2 separate regions of the Mus musculus genome follow, and region 2 is linked to region 1. Evidence: chromatin contacts called from public HiChIP or PLAC-seq data. All regions are on one chromosome and are shown on one strand. The core of a region is the stretch at or near the end of the contact, and the rest is flanking DNA. Distances in the headings are between cores, read along the strand shown. Region 1 overlaps Rere (arginine glutamic acid dipeptide (RE) repeats). Region 2 holds the start of Errfi1 (ERBB receptor feedback inhibitor 1).

Evidence for each region. HiChIP or PLAC-seq counts read pairs in DNA pulled down with a chosen protein or histone mark.
Region 2: an HNF4G HiChIP or PLAC-seq map of pancreatic cancer cells shows a contact between it and region 1. The contact joins the promoter of Errfi1 here to the enhancer-like site in region 1. A contact is called at or near these places in 2 of 39 promoter capture datasets (hippocampal neurons and macrophages), 2 of 484 Hi-C or Micro-C datasets (both in uterus), 4 of 115 datasets of contacts at active chromatin or transcription factors (bone marrow-derived macrophages, extraembryonic endoderm stem cells, microglia and 1 more) and 2 of 9 other capture datasets (adipose tissue and liver).

The regions. Positions count from the first base shown.
Region 1 is chr4:150,574,768-150,578,101 of GRCm38.p6, forward strand. The region is part of intron 12 of Rere (arginine glutamic acid dipeptide (RE) repeats); the gene reads left to right. Among named protein-coding and RNA genes, the nearest start is that of Slc45a1, 76 kb to the right of the region's middle. Within about 2 kb of position 1,699, at least 37 of the 459 cell types and tissues checked have an H3K27ac peak or open chromatin away from gene starts, as enhancers often do. A contact at or near this core is called in adipose tissue, bone marrow-derived macrophages, extraembryonic endoderm stem cells and 3 more, where this site is marked.
Region 2 is chr4:150,852,936-150,856,343 of GRCm38.p6, forward strand. It overlaps Errfi1 (ERBB receptor feedback inhibitor 1), which reads left to right and starts at 2,135. Exons shown (of 4, transcript NM_133753.2): 1 at 2,135-2,336. 1700045H11Rik (RIKEN cDNA 1700045H11 gene) reads right to left here and starts at 2,014. Exons shown (of 4, transcript NR_040649.1): 1 at 1,891-2,014.

The DNA.
Region 1 (3,334 bases), core at 449-2,948:
GTTGAAAACAAGTCTTTGTGTGCACATATGTGTGCTTGCTAGGGATCAGACCCTGGTCGTCATCATGCTAGAAAAGTGTTTCCCGCTGAGCTCTGCACCGTTGCCGCCACACCATGCACACAGTGGTTCTGCTCTGGAGCTGTTCTCCCCGTCACCTGTCCTTGCTCTTGAGTTACTCGGGAAAGGTGGAGGAGAGCCTACAGGAGTCCCTGGGTGGGAGCAGGTCTCCTTACCTTTGGAGGCTCCTGTAGGAGTCCCATTCCTCCCATTCACTACAGGCCTTTATGTCTGATAAAAGTGCCTGTGCAACGGACATCAGCTTTCCTAACACTTGGTTTCTGGAGTTTGTTATACAGGGGCTAGGTCTGGCTTTCCTCTGAATGCTGCTGCCCACTGAAGTGGGAATAGTGGCTGTGATTAGGAAAACCAACTGTTTATAGAGGGTTAGTTGAGTGGGTATTACGTGTTAACCTCATGGCACCCGAGAGAATAACAAGTCAGATCCTTTTAGAATTACATCTGTGCAGATACCCAGTTCTTCCTTCCTTTTTCCCCATTTGCCTTTCTTTAACATATGTATAAAATATGGTTAGTAGATTAAAATACTAGGAGTGAGCAGTGTCTCAGAATGATTGAGGCTGCCCACTGCAGATCTCTCAACTGTTTACACAGAGGTCTGGGTGTTAGTGCATCGATGTAAACACTGCCAAGTGTCCTGCACTTCTGAGAAGACAGGGCTAGCTCCTCTCCCAGATGTTCTGGAATTTGCTGTCCTCCAAGCCAGGTCTCTCATTCTAAGTGCTGTCACTCTGCTGTTGGGTAGATGAGTTACATGGCCCCTGACCTTGTATGTTAAAAATAAACAGGCCTAATAGACTTAGATCCTGATCACCCACAGGGAACCTATCTTATAATACAGATCCCAAAATAACTCATTTCTCACATACATGGCCATTTCTTATAAAATCTCAGGATGACTATACTCAAAACATAAGGATGGTCTCTCTTCATCTTGCAAACATGGCTGCTTTATATGAATGGAAGAGTGGCTCCTGGGAGATTGTCCTCTGAAGGCTTTGTGTACAGCTCTGTCTGCTGTTGCCAGCAGTGGAATGTGGACAGGAGCACCACCCTCACCGATAGGGAGCAGTGGCTCCTGCTCAGATGCAGTGCAGATTAGCAAGAAGACAGTTTGATTTGGCCCAGCTCTGTAGGAGAGAGGAGCCTGTGGGGAGGGAAGGCACGAAAGCACTTGTCCTGGACATCTTAGCTGCCCTTCTCTTAGTTTCCAACAACTACCTCAGGAAAGATTGTACTCTGGTTATTTGTAAGTGCAGGTGGTCGTGTCCGAGTGTTCTCATCAGATCGCATTCTCACTCCAGTCTCGGTGCCATGGGTGAAGAAGGCAAAGAGGAGACAGTTGTGAAACAGAACCATGAGGGATGAGCTTGTGCTCTGCAGGTTGCGTTTCAATGCAGGCGGATCTGGCTCGCATCGCAGGCTTTGGGTTTCCCAGAGAAGGTACAGTTAGTCTTTATTAAGTTTTTGTGATGGGGTGGGAAATTTTGGAGTTTTAATATGCTAGATAGCAGGGAAATCAGTCATGTTTCTGGGGGCAAATTCTATAGATGATTTGCAGACTAGCTCTGTGAGAACTACATCTCTAGGCAGAATGACCTGTGTCAGCATGTTCTCCCAGATGGAAGAATGAGTCATCAAAGTTCTGTTAGCATTAAGAGATTAAGAATTACTCCAGTGTTCAGCATGAAGTTTTATTTAATTTCCGATATAACCTTAGGTAAACAATGCTTAATCTTACATAAGAAAGCGTGGGCTTGTAGTCTGGGTTGCTACTCTGAGAACAGGCAGCTGTAGGACAGCTACGGAGTAACACTGAGGAGTTCTCTGCTCTTCACTGTGTCCCTCCAGTGCAGGTACTGACTGTCTTAATTGCTCACAACACAGTGGGCAGTGCAGGCTCTCGGGTTCCTTGTCCCTGCCTGTTGAGCCAAGATGGCTATTTTGTTGTTAAAATGGAGGTTTAAGTAAAATTGAGGTTGTTCAGTAATGTTTGGGAACTACTTACACAGCCTCAAAATCCTAACACTCCAAGGTATATTCTATTCTATTCTTTTCTCACATTTATGTATGCATGTGAATGCCTGCATGCATCTCTGTGCACTATGTGTAGGCAGTGATGGTAGAGGTCAAAAGAGGGAGTCAGAGCCTCTGGGACTGGAATTACTTGGAGGTGTGAGCCACCTTGCAGGTGCTGGAAATTAAACTTGAATCTTCCAGAAGAGCGGCCAGTGCTTATAATTACTGAATCTTTTATTGTTGTTGTTGTTTTGAGATAAGTTTCTCTGTGTAAAACTAGCTGTCTTGACACTTTCTCTGTAGTAGACAAGGCTTGCATTTGAATTTGAGTAACAGATGGTTGTGAGCAGCCTTTTGGATCTGGGTATTGAATCTTGGGTCCTCTAGAAGAAGAGCAGCCAGTGCTTTTAACCACTGAAAGACCTCTTTGACCCAATCATAGAACTAATCAATCAATTAATTCCTTTCCAAGATTTAGTTAGTTAGTTTATATGAGTACACTGTTGCTGTCTTCAAACACTTAAGAAGAAGCCATCGGGTCCCATTACAGATGGTTGTGAGCCACCATGTGGTTGCTGGGAATTGAACTCAGGACATTCAGAAGAGCAGTCAGTGCTCTTACCCACTGAGCCATTTCTCCAGCCCCATAGAGTTTCTTAATATAAAGCTTCCCCCCCCCCCCTCCAACTCTCACTCCATTTTCTTTTCTTAGAAGTACAGTTGTGGTCTGGAAAGATGGCTGGTGGTCAAAACCTCTTGATGCCCTTCAAGAGGACCTAATTTCAGTGCCTAGCACCCATGTGGGGCAGCTCACAACCACCTATAACTCTGGCTCAAAGGTCTGACTTCTTATGGTCTCTGAAGGTGCTCCGGAACACACAAGTAAAATTAAGTACGGAAAGAGAAAGAAACCCAGTTGTAACACCTTATTTTATATTTTAAAGATCTTATTCACTAGGTGGTGGTGGTATACACCTTTAATCCTAGCACTTTAGGAGACAGATGTCTGTCTCAAAGACTAAAACACAAACAAACAAAAATCTTCAAATGTAGCTTTCTTTACTGGCACAGCCAGCCTGGGAAGAAATGTGAGTAGATGTGAGGGATTAGTCAGCAGGCAAAATGGAGAGCATTTAAGCTCTGACCACTGTACTCTGCACAGCTCATCTCTAGGTGCTGCCTGATGTCTCCCAGCAAGTGTGCTGTGGTGCTGAGGGCTGTCTGCCTCAATGTAGTC
Region 2 (3,408 bases), core at 885-3,384, 280 kb after region 1:
ACAAATAGGCACATACACATTACATACATGGAGGGAAGGACACACATGCACATACATACATGCACACACACACACACACGGAGGGAGGACACATAGACACACACACGGAGGGGAGGACACACACACACACACAAGGAGGGACAGGGAGGCTATTTACATAGCATACAGATAAAACAGGAATAGCAAAGGTGGGGGGCAAGAGGATTTTCTGTGACTTTCAACAAAACCGAGTCAAGCTGGCCGTGTTGACTTCATGCCTGTAAATCTCAATACACTGGAGCCCAAAGGATGACCAAGCTTGAGGTTAACCTGAGCTGTGTAGAGTGAGTTGTAGGCCCGCTTGGGCTACAGAGTAAAACTGTCTTAAAACCCACCAAAACTTAAACAAGTAAATAATAAATGTTAATAAATAGTAAATAATAAATAGACAATGTGGCAATGACCAATTTCCATAAGATTAAAATACTACTAAGAGAATGGCCATAAGAAAAGATGGGAGAATTGAATTGCTAGGAGCGTGGGTGTGGAAGCAACCCAGCAGCCCCTACAGGCCAGTAGGGACCATCAGAAAGAGGGGAGGAACCTTCTAACATCCTGGTAGCCTGCCGCTGAGAGTGGGCAAAGCAAGACTTTAGAGTTTTCTTTTCTTTTTAAAAATCCAGTGCATCAGGCCTTGAGTTTAAAGTTAAGGCCTTTGAGTTCAATTAAAAAAAAAAATCAAGTCAATACTGGAAGAAGCAACTTGGTTCGTGGGGCACAAAGTTAATAGTTAACCAGATAATGAGGCCAGCACCTCATTCCATATGTTAAACTGGCTCAATTAGGTGGTGCTAAGCCTATAACTATCAGGCATTCTTGCTGCAGTGCAGGAAGGGCTCTGTGTGCGGACCACAGAGGTCAGCCATAGGTCTGCGCTCTCTACTCTGTGGAGTGCCATTAAGAGGAATTTGTACTAGTCCAAACTGGAGGGCTTCTGTCTGTTTGCCTTTTTTCTTGAACTACTCTGGTTTATCATTGTATTATTTATTTTACGGTTAAACTATAAACCTAAGTTGCATCACCGGATTTCTGCCCCACGAACCCTCCTCCCTGTAGACTTGATGGCGTTTTGTCCTTGGGCATCAGCGGCCACCCTGGGGCCAAAAGACATGGAGAACAGCACTTTGACAGGTAAGCCAAGAGGGCTGGGGGCAGGTTTGGGGGAGGTGCCCGGGATCAGCCTAGCCTTGCTGGAGGCCAAGCCAAGTACAGAGGAGCCTGGAGTGAGGCCTCCCTGATCCTGCCCACACAGCATGGCCCACTGCCCAGTCCCCTTTGTCCTTCACCTTTCTGCGCTGCCCCTCACCTTTCCATTCTGTCCCTTCCTTTCCCACACCGTCCCTTAACTACCTAGATCAATTAGTGAGGTTCTCTATAAGTCCCGCAGTGCCTCACACTGCTCCTCACTGCCCCTCCATCCCTTATTGTCCTTAGCCAGACACTCCCTGCCCCTTCCTGTCTTCAGACGCATTTTGTCCCTTACTGCCCCTCAGTCCGCTGCCCTCTTTCCCAGAGACCACTTTCTTCATGGTCATCCATCCCTGGTTGTAGCGCCCTTCATCTCTCTCGCATCATCACAGCAGTCCCTCGTTGTTCCTCACCGTCCCCCTCCGTTCTTCATCACTCTCCTCGCCATCCCTCGACCATCCCTCGATATACATACATACATACATACATACATACATACATACATACATACATACATACATACACACACACACACATATATACACCTCGGGGTGCCCCTCTCCTCTCCAATCCCCATTTTCTCCCGCTCCCTGAGTTTCTTGGATCCAAGTGCATCTCAGCGTCACTTCCCTCCCCGGGGATGGAAACAGGGCCGCTCACAACCTTCTAAGGAAAACTCGGTGTCCTTAGGCTAGGCAGCTCGCACAGAGGCGGCCCAAATAGAAACGTCCCCTCAGGAGACGAGGCTGCTAGCGCCGCCCGGCGGGCCCCACGCAAACTCTTCGGTAGCGGCATCGCCCCTTTAAGCGTCCGCCCGCCCGGATTGGCTGCGTGAAGGAGGCGGGGCTGCGGGCGTTGACGTCACGTTGTCGCTCACCGTATAAATACGGGCGTCGGCTGCGCCGGCGTCGGCGGCCGAGTGCGAGGCGCGGAGCGTGAGCTGTGCGAGCGAGCGAGCGCGAGCATAGCCTGCGAGCGAGCAGAGAGAAAGAGCGAGGGCAAGAGAGCGGCGAGGCGCCTGCGCGATGCTCGGGCCCCTAAGCCCGCGGCGCTGAGCCAGCCGGGACGGACATGCGCGGGAGGGCGCCGCGGGGTCCCGCTCCCTTGGGGTAAGGGGCCTGGCGGGCGTCGGGAGACGTGGGGCCGGGGCGCGGAGGGCGGGCGGACGGGCGGTGGGCTGGAGCCGGAGCCTCCGGCACTCCGCTTCCCGGGATGGGCCGGGGTGCGTGAGGAGCGGCGGGCCGCGGGCGCCCTCGGCTTCTCGCCGGGGCCATGCACCGGCGCGCACACGACACGTCTCCACAGCCTGGGGCTCCGGAGCGGCGGCTCCACGGTCTTCCCGGTGCAGCTGCGGCCCAGGGATGCGGTGGAACTGCTGCGGCCCCCTCCATCTTCCCTCTCACCCCGCGCACCCGTCGGTCCGGCCCGGAAAGCTTCTGCGAGAAGCTGTCGCGGGTGGGCTCGGAGATTGCTAGTCCCTGGTTGGTACCAGTCTTGAGTCTCGGTGAGACTCGGCGACGAAGGTCATTCCCCTTTAAAAAAAAATATTTGTTTTAATTCATCCGAGTTGTTCCGTGGCCTTTTCCTCTCCAGAAACATGATTCTTTGCCTTAAATGACTTATATATTAAAGGAGTGAAAATGCAGACAGAACTGTTCAAACGCCAAGGCTCCTTGGCAGTATCCTGTTTTTATACGTATATCCTATCTTTGTTCAAATTAATCGTGATTGGTGGTGCTGGATGGGTGCTTCCTCAGTCTTTATTAGGATTTCATCATTGCTTGAAAGAAACCAGTCTCCTACCTGATAAAAATGTGAATAGATTGTTAGTCATAAACTTAAGTGTAGTAAGAATAGAGACTGTAGCTTTAAAAGAGATGTGACGGGAGGTACACCTGTAGCACAGGTAGGGCAGGACTGGTTTCCAGGCAACTGTCAGGGGTGAAGAAAGGTGAGGTATAAATTGCCTTTTTTTTTTTTTTCATCCTGGAAAAAAAAAGAAAAAAGAAAAGTTCTACAGTTTTACACTTCCTTAAGTCTATACAGGTATAGTGAATATGCATCTATTAAGACTGGGACATTTTTGAGTTCACTGTGGTGGCTCTTGCCTTTAAATTTTTTTTTTTCTTGAAACATGGAGATTTTAAGAGAGATTTTACCAAAATAGAGACCAAAGATAAT